Linked DNA regions of Mus musculus: region 2 is linked to region 1. The links are chromatin contacts, called in public HiChIP or PLAC-seq maps. All regions are on one chromosome and are shown on one strand. The core of a region is the stretch at or near the end of the contact, and the rest is flanking DNA. Distances in the headings are between cores, read along the strand shown.

Region 1 (7,464 bases), core at 2,623-5,122:
ATTAAAATATTATTTCGGGGGTGGGGGTGGGGAATGGAATATAGAGTGTAAAAAATAAATTAAAAAAATTTTTAAAAGTTTCAAAAAATATTATCTCTGGGGCTAGAAAGATAGTTCAGTGGGTAATCACACTTGCTTCTCTTGCAGGACCAGGGTTCGATTCCCAGCACCTACAAAGAGGTTCACAACTGTCTGTAACTCCAGTTCAGGGGATCCAATGCTCTCTTCTGACCGTCAAGGGCAACAGACATGTGAGTAGTGTACAGATAAAGGTACAGGGAAACACACACACATAAAATAAAAATCAACAAATCTAAAACAGATAGATCTTAACTACATTACCTTAAGGAACATTATTATAAACAAACTCTTACCTTTGAGAGATAATCCTAACAGAGATACAAAGAACCACACCTTTGTCCCTAATGCCTATAACTATGCTGTTTGAAGGCAGTGCCCTGAAAATCCCCAGAGCCCTCACTCACATCAATAACCAGAGTGGACTGAAGCAGAAAGGATATTAGTGATACGGGTGGAACGTGGTCTCTCATCTGGTCGATAGGGAGGATCCCATTGCAAATCATCTCTGCTTTGGTGGACACGAAAGATGGCATCACCAGGCCCGGGCAGTCACACAGGCAGAGGCCAGGCTCCACGTACAGGGTCTGAAAGTCACACAGCAGGTTATGACGGCACATGGCAAGTGGAAGGAAGAGGAGTGCTGGGACGAACAACGGGGACATACCTGGAAATGCTTGGTGTGGCCTGGCGTGGCAGACACCGATACTTTCTTGTTGCCCATGATGGTGTTGATGGTTGAGCTCTTACCAACATTAGGGTAGCCCACCTAGAAGAGAACCACAGGTCACCTGAGTGTTGGAGATGCTAGGTAAGTGCCTGGCTGATCTGAAAGACTATTTAACAGATGCTCTGTATGTCTGTCTTTTATTTCTTGGCTTTTAGACTTAGCCTCCTACCTGACATGTGGTGCAGCTATGTGGCGCAGACATGGCTGCTGGCCCTGTAGCAAACCCCACCTCATGCCCAGCGCCTCCCTAGGAGGTGTGTCACTGTTTCCACTGCATTGTCAACAAGGGGGTGTAGCCAACACCAGACCAACAACCCTAACTTCCCAGCATCTATAATCGGCAGTGCTTTTTAGTCAGGACTCAGTGGGATGGGGCAGATGATTTCTGCAGAACACTTAAGACACTCTCTAGATGCCCAGAGTGAGGAATGCAGAAAGCAAGGGAGGCTACTTTATTTCTAGAAATCAAAGACACAGATAGAGAAACCAGGTTTTCCAATACACACGAAAAGTACTTTCTGGAACAGAGAATATAGCCTTAAATCTCAGAGAAATTAAGAAACTTTCATGTTAAGGTTAGTTGAGTGTGGAATTAAGAATTACACCACGGGGGCTGGTGAGATGGCTCAGCAGGTAAGAGCACCCGACTGCTCTTCCGAAGGTCCAGAGTTCAAATCCCAGCAACCACATGGTGGCTCACAACCATCTGTAATGAGATCTGACTCCCCCTTCTGGAGTGTCTGAAGAGAGCTACAGTGTACTTACATATAATAATAAATAAATAATAAATAAATCTTAAAAAAAAAAAAAAAAGAATTATGCCACGCCTATCTAACCCTGGAGGCAGACCTTTAGCCAGTACCCTACAGTGAAATGCCATTTTACTTCAGCATTTTTTAAAAATTACTCTCACTATGGGTGTGTTCACTTCTGTGTGTGCAGCACCTGCAGGCAGTGCTCACGGAGGCCAGAAGAGGGCCAGATCCCTGTGAGCTGCCACATGGACCTTTTCACCTCTGTGAAAGTAGCCAGCGCTCTCTCAATTGCTGAGGCATCTCTCTAGCCCCTACATTGTAAGTGGCCTTCTGCTGCTTTAGGTGGTGGATGGAACACAGGAGAGAGAGCTAAACACAGGATCTACACCTCACACTAACTGAAGAGCTGAGAGACCCGACCTGCTACAGCCTCTCTCTACCTTGTTTTGCTTCTCTGGAATGAGCTTTCTTATATATGCTGTCCCTGACAGCCTCCACGTCCTTAGCTAAGGACGAGCCACGTAGAGCCGGGCTGTATCCTTTACAATTAGGCCATATAGCTGCGATAGCAGCTACCCTTTCCATTTTTGTTATCTTTATACAATAAAAGTATCTGTCATAGTTTGTCTGGCCAAGGCTGGGATTCTCCCTAACTAACGGCATCTGAAACAGCATAAGCTGGCAAGGATGCCAGGATGTCTACAGAACACCGCACTGAAGTCTGGCAATGTCAAAACCTGTCTCATTCTCACCTCTCAGCAACGGATGTGACAAAGACCTGAACTGGAAGGAGTCTATAGAACACATTTAATATAAACATGTGTGGTGACAATATAACCCTGAGATGTTCCCTTTGAGTCAGACCCTGCCCCTCCACTGCCTCACCCCATGATACCTTCCCTGTGTCTTCCCTGTGGTGCAGAAGCCTGCCTGACTGTGTGGGTCCACCTGTAGCTGTGGAAGGACAGGGACTGCTGCAGGCTCTCTCATGTGCTGGCTTCAGTGTCCTTCATCTTACCAGCCCAACAGTTAGCTGTCCATCTTTCACTTTCTTTCCAGTGTGGAGTTTCTTAAAGAGTTCCAGTAATTCCTGTTTCGACACCAGGTAGCTATCATTGTTCACTTGTTGATTTTCTGCGTTTTTTCTGTTCTGAGTCTCAGAATCCGCATTACAGCCCTCCTCCTCCTCAGGGACGCTGTCTTCTTCTGAACACGTCTGCCAATCTTCCTCTTCGTCCTCCTGACAGTCCTCATATTTGCTGTCACCACTGTCACTTGCGGACTCCTCACTAAGCGAGATCAAGTCTCTGTGTGGGATTTCATTCGCATCCAAACTGGAGCTTTCAGACTCTGTTTTGTTGGTGTCTCCAGCAACACTGTCTACTTCCTCCTGATGAAGTGACAGAAACCACAAAGCTTCAGACCTGTGTAACCGCACTTTACACACAGAGGCTAGTGATGGAAGAACAGGAAATACTATGCTGGAGACCAGCATATGGGCAGGCAAGCACATAGGTGGACATCAGCAGATGCCCCTAGCAGGGCAGACCTTCACTTCTGTTGCTCTGTTGCTGCAGAGCTAAGACTGAGCCCAGGGGCTTTTGCATATGAAGCAAGCAGTACACCATCCCCAACCTTGTTCTGATTTTATAATTGTTTTAAATATGTCAAAAAGTACCAAAGTCTTTTGATCTTAAGTAAAAAAGAGCACAGACCCCTGTGTGTGAAATTCAGAGGCTGCAAAATTTCATTCTAGATTGGTGATGACCATGATAATAGACAGGAGCTCACTATGTAGACCAGGTTGTCCTTGAACTCAGAGATTTGCCTATCTCTGCCTTGCAAGTGCTGGGACTAAAGGCAAGCATCACAACACTTGAGCCGTCATGCTTGAAAGCAAACACTTTAACTCCCCGAGTCAAGTTTCTAGCTAGGTTTCCATTCTAGAAATCTCAATCTTTCTGTATGTCCCTTAGCAGGCATGTGGGATAAACACTGTGCTCCATTATCCATCAATGTTAGTGGTAATCATAACAGAAATGGATAAGCACCAAGATGAGAGCCCCAAAATGGCATCTATGAGGTAGCTGAGGGCAAGAACTGAACACTGGCAGAGGAAGAAACCAAGACGACAAAGAACAAACCCTCAGATCAACAACTGGAGCTAGCTTAGTGTCACTGTAGGGAAACGGCTTCTGACTTTAGAGATTAAAGCTGCCTGGCCTTGGTGCCCTGCCATTGCTGGAGGCAAACTTTTGCATGCCTGGGCAAGCACTGTACCACTGCTAGGCCCTCAGCACTAATTAGCCACTGACAGATAATGTGACCTTCCAACAGGGAAACGGAAGGAGGGAGGGATTTCTTTCACTGGAGTGTAGAGCTCAGTAAATAATGAGTTCATCCACGAGAGGGGGTTGTATTCACAGATCTCCCCCCCCCCCCCCCCCAGACAGGTTTTCTCTCTGTAGCCCTGTCAGTCATGAATTCACTATGTAGATCAGGCTGGCCTGGAACGCATAGAGATAGTCCAGCATGCACATCACCTATATTAACACCCATTAAAAAGCCAAAAGATAAAAGAAGAGGGGAAAATATCACTTCTAAGTGTCTTCTAAATATCAAAGATACCAGGACTGATTTTTTAATAGACTTTAAGTTTTAGTAAAACTTGGTTAAAGATAAAAGAAATTGCCTACACTCTTCAGTTGTACCCTGTGCACTGTGAAGTTTCTCTTAAAAGCAAATTAATAATTAAAAAAAAATATGAAACTTCTTAGACAACTTCCTGAAGATTAAAAAAGTTAAGGTCTCAGATGCGAAAGAGTATACGGTACGGCATGAAAGAGTATATGAAATCACAAAGTATCCATGTGGTCTGGTTACAGATTTTTAAATATTTTTATAGGCTCTCCTGTAATCACTGAACTGGGGGGAGGGGAATCCCCAAACAAAGTAATCCTTACAAATCACCAATATAAACAAAACACATTAGTCAGAAATAAGGCAACCCCAAAACCCACCTTGAGAAAGGCCCCCAGCCCATTACCTTCAAGTCACCATTTAGGTGATCAGTTTCTGCCAAAGCTGACCAGAAGATAACCTTTACCCCTTCCTTTTCAAAGTGCACAGCCCAGGCAAACCGCTGCTCAGCAGTCAGCAAGTCTGCCTTGTTTATCAGGATCACGTTCTCCTTGGCAGCATCGATCTCTTTCACGTAACACTCCTATAAAGACAGACATTTCCAGTCCTCAGACAACAGCTGGGCTCATCAGCACCACAGATTCCCAATTAAAGCTGAATCAAACCCCAACCCCAAATCACTTTCTTTTTTGTAGTTGTTTTGTTTTTTTGAGACAGAGTTTCTCTGTGTAGCCTTGGTTATCCTGGAACTTAACTCTGTAGGCCAGGGTGGCCTTGAACTCAGAGATCTGTCTGAGTGCTGGGATTAAAGGCAAGCAACATTACTACCAGGCTTAAATCAATCTCTCTCTCTCTCTGTCTCTGTCTCCCCCCCCCCCCCCCTTGGTTTTTCGAGACAGGGTTTCTCTGTGTAGCCCTGGTTGTCCTGGAACTCACTCTGTATACTAGGCTGGCCTCGAATCTGCCTGCCTCTGCCTCCCGTTAAAGGCGTGAACCACCATTACCCGGCTTAAATCATTTTCTTTAAAAAAAAAAACTATTTTTGTGTGTATACATGAACCTACACATGCTCTACCATGTATGTAGAGGTCAGACTTTGGTCACTAGGCTTGTGCAGCAAGTTCCTTTAACCTGCTGAGCCATCTCCAAGGATGTCCTTAAATCACTTTCTAACTCAAAGATTAGAGCTTTTGATGCTTCTACTAACTGATCCTCTCTGTGAGCTCTGAAAAAAAGTCTACCATTAATATTTTTTGCTGTTCATGAGTTGAGAGAAACCACTATGGTCTTCACATAGAAAAATGTACACCGCACATATGCACCATGAGTTCAATTGGATCACGTCATTTTCAATAATCCTTACGCCTAACACTGTATTAATGAGCTTAGTTCATCTGTAAACTAGTACAGGTGTAGTAAGGTGTGAAGAGAGAACTCTGGAGTGGATTAAACAGTGACGGGAATATCCTGAGGAAAAGCAAATGCCATTCTGACTTGGCTCCTGAAGACAAGAGACCAGCAAATGGCTAGCATGAAAGGGCCTGCTAACCAGCAGCTAGAACGTGGATTCCAATGTCTATGCTCTCTACAGATGGGAACACCTGCTGAAGCAAACCTGTCTACAGAGCGGCAGTGTGTAAGTTCTCGGCTTTGAAGAACAGGGAGTCTGAGTTAGACTAGACTCAGCTAGAGAAGATGGAAGGCTTGCTCAGTCACTGCTGAGGAAGGCTGCCAAGGACCCAAGGCAAAGTTCACTTACCAAATCCTCACATCTAAACAGGAGCGGGTTTCGAGCATCTACGATCTGGACCACAATATCACTGGGGGGAAAGGGAGACAATCCAGTTACTGTAAAGTAAAGGAGACCACTGTTGACACAGCACTTAGCACTTAGCACGGAAGCTCACAACTACCTCCCGTGCAGAGAAGTGTCTGGGGAGTGTGGGAGTCAGCCACAAACAGTGGGCACCCCACTTCCTTTACTCAGTGTCCAGAGACCCTTGAGAAAGTGGGGGTAGAAACATGTAAAAGCCAGGAGCTGAGGAGCAGAGTGAAGCAGTGTCTTCTTGACATTGCACTCAATGAACTCAGCAGCTACAGCTGCCTGCTCAAGATCTGACCAGGCCAGGATCAAGCCATCCACATTCCAGCCTGGCGTGGGGAAGGGGCTCACGAGCTCTTCCCTTAGCCAAGGGGCTACTGACATCTGAAAGTTTCCAGAGAGTCAGTTTTCTTTATGGTGTGGGCCCTGGTCCACCCACCCTGCTCCAGTGGAGGTCCCCACACCCATGAACTTAAAGGAAATGCCAACTGGACCCAATGGGTTATCAAGAAAAATTTATGTGTATGCATTCTCAAATTAGAAAAACATCTATTGGAAAAGGAACCATTGCCATATATATTCTTTATATTATTTGTAATAATAAATACTTTTTATGCATTAAGCAGTTGATAAACTAATTCCTTAAGGCAAAATTATTCACAGTTTTAATAATGTTCTATAATCTGGCTGCAGCTAATAAGTGAGGAGGCCAGAAAGGGCACCCAGAGTCTGGAGCAGGGGCCATCTCTCCCACATTCCACTGCTCTACTATGGCCTGGAGGGCTCAGAAGTCATCTTCCTGCTAAACCTTCACTGTGACTTCTATTACCTTCTGGTAGAGAAGTACCCATCTACCCCAAAGTGAAGTTTACCAAGTTATTCAGCCCCTCATCTGACTTCACATTACGGTCCCGACACTGACCACGTGTCGGCAGCTCCACTACAAAAGCATTTAAACCCAAGACTACTCAAGAGAGCTTATAGTTGCCAACAACCACCTCCAAGTTCTGAGAATGTGTTTTGTTAAATTTTATCTATTTAAAATGAGTGCTCTGCTGCATATATATCTGCCTATCTGAAGAGGGCATCAGATCCCCCCTATAGATGGTTGTGAGCCACCATGTGGTTGCTGGGAATTGAACTCATGACCTCTGGAAGAACAAGCAGTGCTCTTAGTCACTGAGCCATCTATCTAGACCAAGAATGTGTTTAAACAATAAAAATAGGACTAAGTGTCAGCTACAGCAAAGCATGAATGTCAAATCAGACGTCTGGCACATAGAAGATGCAACAGCAAGATAGCTTTCTGCAGCAGACAGCAGCCCCTCCAATCCAGCAAATGTAGACGAGGCACTCAGGCCAGCATGGCACTCAACACTGTCGTATTTTTCTCCTTCCAGCACCCACTTCCTTCCTTCAGCCTCTGTGGCTAGGAGATG
Region 2 (7,464 bases), core at 2,083-4,582, 370 kb after region 1:
AAAGGTTGGGCCTCTCTCTGGGTGGTGCTGACCTCTGACTCCCTGTGACCTCGCCACCTGTAGAATGGGAGGGAATTGGTGTAGGACAATCTGTCTCACAGTAAGCTCCTAGCTCAGCAGCAGCACCTGGGAACCTGATAGGCACATTTTCAGGTCCACTTGGGACCATGGAACCAGTATCCTTAGAGATTGGGGTCCAGCAATCTGTGTATCCACACCCCTTCAGATGACTCCAGCTTGGGACACACTGCACTAGGCCTTAGACGTGAGCCATGATGAACATTTAGACTCCATCACACCGTGCTACTGGATGTCAGGACTCTGGTCCCAGCCTTTCTGGATACTGGAAGGCACCGGGAGACTGTCCAGAGCAAGGCTTCATTTCCTGGTAGCCAACGGCAGGTCTCCTGTGTATCAGCCATGCCATCATATCCCAGGACCACACTGGAGGGCACTCCAACTGTAGAATGACTGGGGTGACAGTGTCTCTAACATCATGTACTCAGGACACCCTTGTAGCCCATAAAAATCAGAGTGGATGATTAAGTGGATGAGGGCTCCATTTCTGAGAAGCAGCTCTCCTAAAAAGCTCTGTAGTCAAAGGATTTTGAGTGTGCTAGGTAAAGAGGGAGGAGAACATAGTGGAGGGGGGGGGAAGGAGGACAAGGGGAAGAGGGGGAAGAAGGGGAAGAGGAGAAGGGAGAGGAGGGGCAGGAGGGAGATGAGGAAGAAGAGGAGAAGGAAGGAGGAGGAGAGGGAGGAGGGAGAGGAGGAGGGGGAGGGGAGGAGGAGGAGGAACATGGATCTTCTCTACAGGACTGATCAGGTCCTTTAATGCACTATGGAACTTTCAGAGTGTTCAAGAGCAGGCTCCAGTGTGAGCATAATTCTTAACCATCCTTCCAAGAAATCTTTTAGATCATAAGATTCTACCCCCCCCCCCATAAAATAACTCTGACTCATCCCATTACTTATAGATATGAAATTTAAGTTAAGAGCAGTGAAGTAATGTGTGCCAGGTCATGCAGAGCACTGAACGCTGAGCTGAGGTTAGAATCTTCTCCACTTCACAGGGCTCAGACATGGGTGCTAGGGGCTTCCCAACAGCTGCTACCGCAGCCAGGGCGGAGACTGCTGAGTTAATGGTCATATCTGCTGTCACCATTTGTACCTCCTTTTAGAGAGCTTCTGGCCTGAGCTATGCTTGACTCCCCCACCCCACCCCCAGCCTAGCTGCCCACAAAGCTCTGTGAATATGAGTAGTGTTGAGGGTGCAGTCCTGTCTGCTCACAGCCTGTACCACTTGCAGACATGGCGAAGAAGGCATCCACCCGCTGTAGGAAATGCTTTATTGTCCTAGAACCATGGAGGAAGGAAATGGCCAGCTTCTCAGTGCAAGCTGCCTACTTTCCATGCTGACAATTCAGCACATCAATAGGCCTTTCAGCCAAACACAGGGCAGGGCCAGGCTAGAATTGTGCACCACTCATGCTCTGTAGTTTCATAGCCTGAGAACTTGGTCTTTAGGCTCTAGGTACTGTCAGAAAGTGAAGTTGCCATTCATCCATCCATCTACTCATCCATCCACCAAGCCATCCATCCATCCATCCATCCATCCATCCATCCATCCATGTACCCATCCATCCATGTATCCATCCATCCATCCATCCATCCATCCATCCATCCATCCATCCATTGATCCATTCATGTACCCACCCACCCACACACACATCTATCTATATATGGACAAGAAACATGCAAAGACTTGTATAAGCATTAGATGCCTCATACAGACTAAGTTACTCTCTCTGAAACACAAAGCTGTCCAGCTTGTGGCACTTGTCAGTTTTCTGTGGTGTAAATGTCCCCAAATTTCAAATTACCAACCTGGTGTCACCGATGTGGGACTGGGTAAAGAGGCTGGGTAGTCTACCATATGCTCACATAGTATTTCCACTGAGGTTGGCACACGCAGGGATAGCTTAGCAAATCAGACTCCATTTGACTTAAGCAATACACATTGTTTTCCCAGCAAATCACTTAGCAACCTTGGATAAGCTGCATGCATACCCCTCTCCCAAGGCAATCTGGTTCCTCAAAGCGATGGGTCCCTGGCACTGTTAGTCACTTCCACTTTGTGGTCTACAATGTCTGACTGAGAATTAGGCAGAGTGAATGGGAAGAAAACTGTGTTCTTAAAATAAACTTTTAGGTGAAAAATCTTATTTATCACCTAATGTCTATGCATAATTGGATGTGCAAATGATTAAAAACAGACGCATTGTGGGAAAGGACATTTACAGTAAACAAAGGCTTACATAACTCAAGCCTGTCAATCAAACCAGGAAACTACCTGTCCCTTGTCCCTTGTCCCTTGTCCCTTGCCCCTTAGCAACTAACTCTTCCTCCTCTTCGTAGACCAATAAAAGAAATCCCCAAATGGTCACGTAGTGCTGGCGAGTACTCGCTCAGAGCCCACTCTCTCCTGGGGTATGTGGCCTATACATTGCTTCTGCACAAAAATTCTGCTTGCTACTTACTATTCATGGTGCGTGCATGAGTGTTTTCAGTTCTTTCAACAAGACACCAAGAACCTGGAAACATCTGGCCCCAACTGTACCGCCACCACGTGGACATAAATCTAACCTCAAGCAGTAAGCACAAGCTACAGTAAATATCTACACATGGGTAAGTTTCCAATATTACCTTTGCTTCAAAGTTGAACTGAGGGCAAGGTCTGAGGAAGCGGCTCCGTGCAGAACAGTTGCCTAGGATGCAAGCCCCAGCACAACATATGGAAAAGATGTGAAGAGACTTAATTGAAGATTTGTGCAATTTAATTTTTAATGATGTCGTATTTAATAAAGAGACGACAAAATCCCTGGGAAAGACACATTTGTCCCTGACAAGAGAACACCCGGGGCCACACACGGGAAGGCTCTTCTCCACTGGGGGCAGGAGTTGAAAGGCCACAGTAATACAGTGACAGTCACCCACAGTAAATCCACTCTGCGCAGAAAGGTCAGGCTGGCAAGCTATGTCTAAAGGGTACAGATTAAAATCCTATTGCATTCATGGTCCCCAAATAATTTCAATTTTAGTACTTTTGCAGAGTCCACAGTATTAGCCCAGCCCTCCCTCCTGCTTAAACCACAGTCCTCTGGGCTCTACTGAACCCCTCTTTTGTTTCTGTTAACTAAAGGTCAGCACAGAGGTCAGAGGAAATAGCATCTATCCTGGAAACAAAGACTTGCAGTTCCTGTGCATTGAATCAGCAGGACCAAGAATACTGCAGATGCCGGGGGAGGGCTTTTGTTTTGTTTTGTTGTTTAAACTGGGGATTTCCAAAGCAGATGTTTTTGTAAGTCACACATTGGCCGGGCATGGGCAGAAATCCTACATTGTAAACTCCTCTGAGGATGGGTTAACCAGCACATTCCAGCTGTCAGATGTTAAGAGCCAAGGCCACTGACCCAAGGCTCCTAATTCAGCAGTTCGTGTTAGCAGATGTTTGCTGCCTCCTTAGAAAGTCTTAGCCTGGGTACGTTCCTCTCACATCCTCTACAAGGGTCTCATCCTCAGATCAGCAGATCTATGTGTTGGGAGGCCCAGGGCCCTGGGGACTGCTGTTGCTGCTGCTGCTTCTTCTTCTTCTTCTTCTTCTTCTTCTTCTTCTTCTTCTTCTTCTTCTTCTTCTTCTTCTTCTCCTTCTCCTTCTCCTTCTCCTTCTCCTTCTCCTTCTCCTTCTCCTTCTCCTTCTCCTTCTCCTTCTCCTTCTCCTCCTCCTCCTCCTCCTCCTCCTCCTCCTTCTTCTCATTATTATTATTATTATTATTATTATTATTATTATTATTATTATTATTATTATTATATTATTATTTACACTCTCTGGTTAGGAACGTTAATCAGTCCTGAAACTTTAAATACCAGTGACTTCTTTTATCTAAATATTTAGTGTAAATAGTTTTATTTAAGTCAAAGAGCGAGGCAGGAGGAAGAGTGGGAGAGAGGGGGGAAGGGAGGGGGAGGTGGAAAGAGGGGGAAGAGAAGGAATAGTTGCAATACTCAGATTAGCCAGTAGAGGGTATCAGTTCCCCTGGAGCTGGGGTTCCAGGCAGTTGTGATCCGCTGGATGTGAGTGTTGGAACAGAATTCAGGTCCTCTTCAAGAGTGGTACATACTTAGCCTCTGAGCCTTTTCTCTAGCCCCTTAATAAGGAATTTATATTATCTATTAATTAACTACTATAGAAAATAAGATATTTTAATTATTCATTTATTTGTGTTTGTGTATGTGCACATGTGTATGTACATGTATGTGTGTTGTGCATGTGTGAATGTGTGTAGATGTGTGTATGTGCCATTGTATACATGCAGAGAACAGAGGACAACTTGCCAATGTTGGTTCTCTACATCCACCATGTAGGTCCTGGGGATAGCACACAGGTCATCGACCTTGGTGTCAAAGGCCTTTATCCACTAAGCCATTAATTTTTTAAAAATTAACTAAAAAAATCTATAATAGCATTTTATTGATATGATTATGTTAATATCTTTCACTCATAGCGAACATCTTTTATTTTTATTTCACTAGAGTTAATGATTTTGGTTTGCTTAGCTTTCTCTTACCATCTGGCTAGGTCAACCCATATCCTTAAAGTCTGTCACCGAAGGTTTTGCAGGGTTGAACTCATCACTAAACTTTGCCAGTTCTGTTCTCCTCCAGGACTGCCATGCCCAGCCTCCTCCCCCTCCCTCTCCAGCCTTCAGTTCCTTTTGACTGCCTGGGCACCCCCTTCAGTCCTCGGTGGTCTCCTGCCTCCTGGGCGCCCCCTTTAGTCCGAGATGGTCTCCCACCTCCTGGCCCTCATACATTCTTTGGTTTCCTTCCTCATGGGAGCAGTTTTCCTCCAGAAGTTTCCCTGAGATAGCTAGCTAATGGGAAGCCAATATCCTGGCATTTTTGTCTCTGAAGATGTCTCTAGTCTCTGTTCACATTCCATGCTCTAATAGATATTCAATATCCTCTCTCTGATAGTCTTGTATTTCACATTGATTTCACGCATGTCATCGTTCACTGGACAAGACACGTATGGCCTCCAGTCTTGGAACCTTCTTGTTATTATTTCTTTGGTAATCACTTTCCAACTTTCTCGTGTTTCTTTCTCTACAATTCCCATTGGGCAGAATTTGGGACATCTCTTTTTGCCTGGTTTTCTACCTGTGAGTGCCTTTTGGGAGCCAGGAGGGTTTCCTTAAATATATCACCCGATCATGCTTGCCTTCTGCCCATGGGATTTCCCAGCTTAGCTTTTGTTTCTAATTCCTGGGAACCTTTCATGGGTATGCCTATTCTTTATAATTAGATCGCCTTCTAATCTTCTTGAGGAAGCGGTTCATTTGACATTTTCTTTTCCGTCGTGCATTTCACTTGAGTGAGTTCTCCTCTGACTGTTTGGATCCCTGTCTTCTGTGTGGAAGGCTTTCCTTGGGCATCTGATGAACCATGGCTATCCCGCTATGGCCAAATGCTAACAGGAAACCTGGCTGCACAGATGGCAGGAGACTTGTGGACCTCTTTGTAGGATGCTCGGTGGGGTCCACTGGTATTTTCACTTAGACCTTCAAATGGCAATCACTACAGGTTTTCCTGGGCAGTTCAGTATCTACAGAAAGTACAAGGGTGCTTCAAAATACCTGTCAGGATAAGAGCCTGGCAGCAGTCCTCAAGTCGGGCAGCATGGGCGGGACAGCCCTGGTCTTCAGCGTTCATACTGTGCTAGCTCCTTGCTTAGTCTGGCTTCCCCATCCTACCCGGCTCTCCAACCTTCCAGGCTCATCTTCTTCAGAGAAGAAAGTCCCAGTCCCCAGCATGACAGGGAGAGCACACTCACTGGTGGGAGCCTGGGTGGGGCTGACTTTCGGTACACATTGTTACACTTTATCCATTGCCAGCTGCCATGTCCTTGGTCACCCTTCCTCTCTTCTCGTCCAGCGCCTCCCACTCCTTTGCCTTCCAGGGCTTCCTCCCGGTAACCTAGCTTCTTGCTGTCTACAGCTCTGTCTCTTGAGCATACGGATGGAGGCGTATTCTCAGGTAAACAATGACGGCTCTCCGTCTGACCCACTCCCCATCTCTGAGTAGCATGATCTGAAGCTACAGACGTCTTTCATTTCACTGGACTTGAGGTTTACCTTGGGGCTTTGTTCTCCTCTGTTTGGGGGTGACTTCTAAAGGGTGAAGAGGAAGCAGTATGCCATCAGTTACTTCCTGAACCAAACCATACAATTGACTCCCAGAATTGACACATCTTCTCAACAGCTCCTCAGAGCCCCAACTTGTTGGGGAGCTGTTTGTACTTGTTCAACAAACACCTTTAATTCCCTTGACAGTCATAGGACACTCACTAGGCATAGCTACCTGTGCCTGTAATCCCAGAATGTGAGCCACTGGGACAGAAGGATGCCAACTTTGGAGCCAGTCTGAGCTACATAGTGGGAACCCGTGTCAAAGAGACAGACAGACCAAACCAAAACAAGATGCTTGGTTTCTTCCCCTCCCTCAACACTTCTCTTTTTCAATTCTTTTCTGTCTTGATAAAGTCACGCTCCTGACTGTCCTAGCCAACAGCGTAGGAAAGAGAAAGAGTACACCTGGCATAGCTTCCTCTTCCTGCTTCAATTAGTCAGGGTTTCCATTGCTGTGATGAGACACCATGACCCAGAAAACTTGGTGAGGAAAGGGTTTGCTTCAGGATATACTCCCAGGCGACAGTCCACCATTGAGGGAAGTCAGAAAAGGAACTCAAACAGGGCAGGAACCTGATGCAGAGGCCATGGAGGGGTGCTGCTTACTGGCTTGCTCCCGATGACTTCCACACCCTGCTTTCTTACAGAACCCAGGACCACCCAAGGATGGCACCACTCACAGTGGGCTGGGCCGTCCCCCATCAATCACTAATTAAGACAATACCTACAGACTGCCCTCAGCCCAATCTTCTGGAAATATTTTCTCAGTTTCGGTGCCCTCTTCTCAGGTGACTATAGTTTGTGTCAAACTGACAAATCAAGCCAGCCCAGTGCTCATCCCAACCCCGCCTACAGCTCTGATCCTCAAAGGCCCCTGATGCTCCCCTGCAAAACACTTCCTGCTTCTTCTCTTCTAACCCAAACTGCTAGCACCTCGACCCAAACTATTTTATTCCTGCTACCCGATCTCCCTGATGACATCGCCCCTACACAATGACCAGGTCTTTCCTTCCTGCAGCTGAAGAAGCCTGTCAGCTCTCTGTGAGCTGACTGCGCACCCCACCCTTCTCTCTATGCCTTGAGCATGCTGGCCTTCTGGTCACCCCAACAGTGTGTTGGAGTTCCTTCCCTTCTACCTGCACCCCAACAGACTTCCCTTGCTCATTGTTGGTCTTGGAAAGGCCAGCCCTAACAAGACCAGCTAAAACTTTCCAGA

Evidence for each region. HiChIP or PLAC-seq counts read pairs in DNA pulled down with a chosen protein or histone mark.
Region 2: an H3K27ac HiChIP or PLAC-seq map of embryonic stem cells shows a contact between it and region 1, with 6 times the contacts expected there. The contact joins two enhancer-like sites. A contact is called at or near these places in 1 of 39 promoter capture datasets (macrophages), 7 of 484 Hi-C or Micro-C datasets (bone marrow-derived macrophages and embryonic stem cells), 30 of 115 datasets of contacts at active chromatin or transcription factors (the 230-238 cell line, the HPC-7 cell line, the SCID.adh cell line and 17 more) and 3 of 9 other capture datasets (adipose tissue, liver and macrophages).

Annotation. Positions count from the first base shown.
Region 1 is chr16:30,568,584-30,576,047 of GRCm38.p6, forward strand. It overlaps Lsg1 (large 60S subunit nuclear export GTPase 1), which reads right to left. Exons shown (of 14, transcript NM_178069.5): 6 at 5,963-6,023; 7 at 4,610-4,786; 8 at 2,582-2,953; 9 at 746-847; 10 at 522-665. Among named protein-coding and RNA genes, the nearest start is that of Lsg1, 15 kb to the right of the region's middle. Within about 2 kb of position 3,873, at least 34 of the 459 cell types and tissues checked have an H3K27ac peak or open chromatin away from gene starts, as enhancers often do. A contact at or near this core is called in embryonic stem cells, where this site is marked.
Region 2 is chr16:30,936,794-30,944,257 of GRCm38.p6, forward strand. The region is part of intron 1 of Gm46565 (a long non-coding RNA gene); the gene reads right to left. Among named protein-coding and RNA genes, the nearest start is that of Gm46565, 12 kb to the right of the region's middle. Within about 2 kb of position 3,333, at least 30 of the 459 cell types and tissues checked have an H3K27ac peak or open chromatin away from gene starts, as enhancers often do. A contact at or near this core is called in embryonic stem cells, where this site is marked.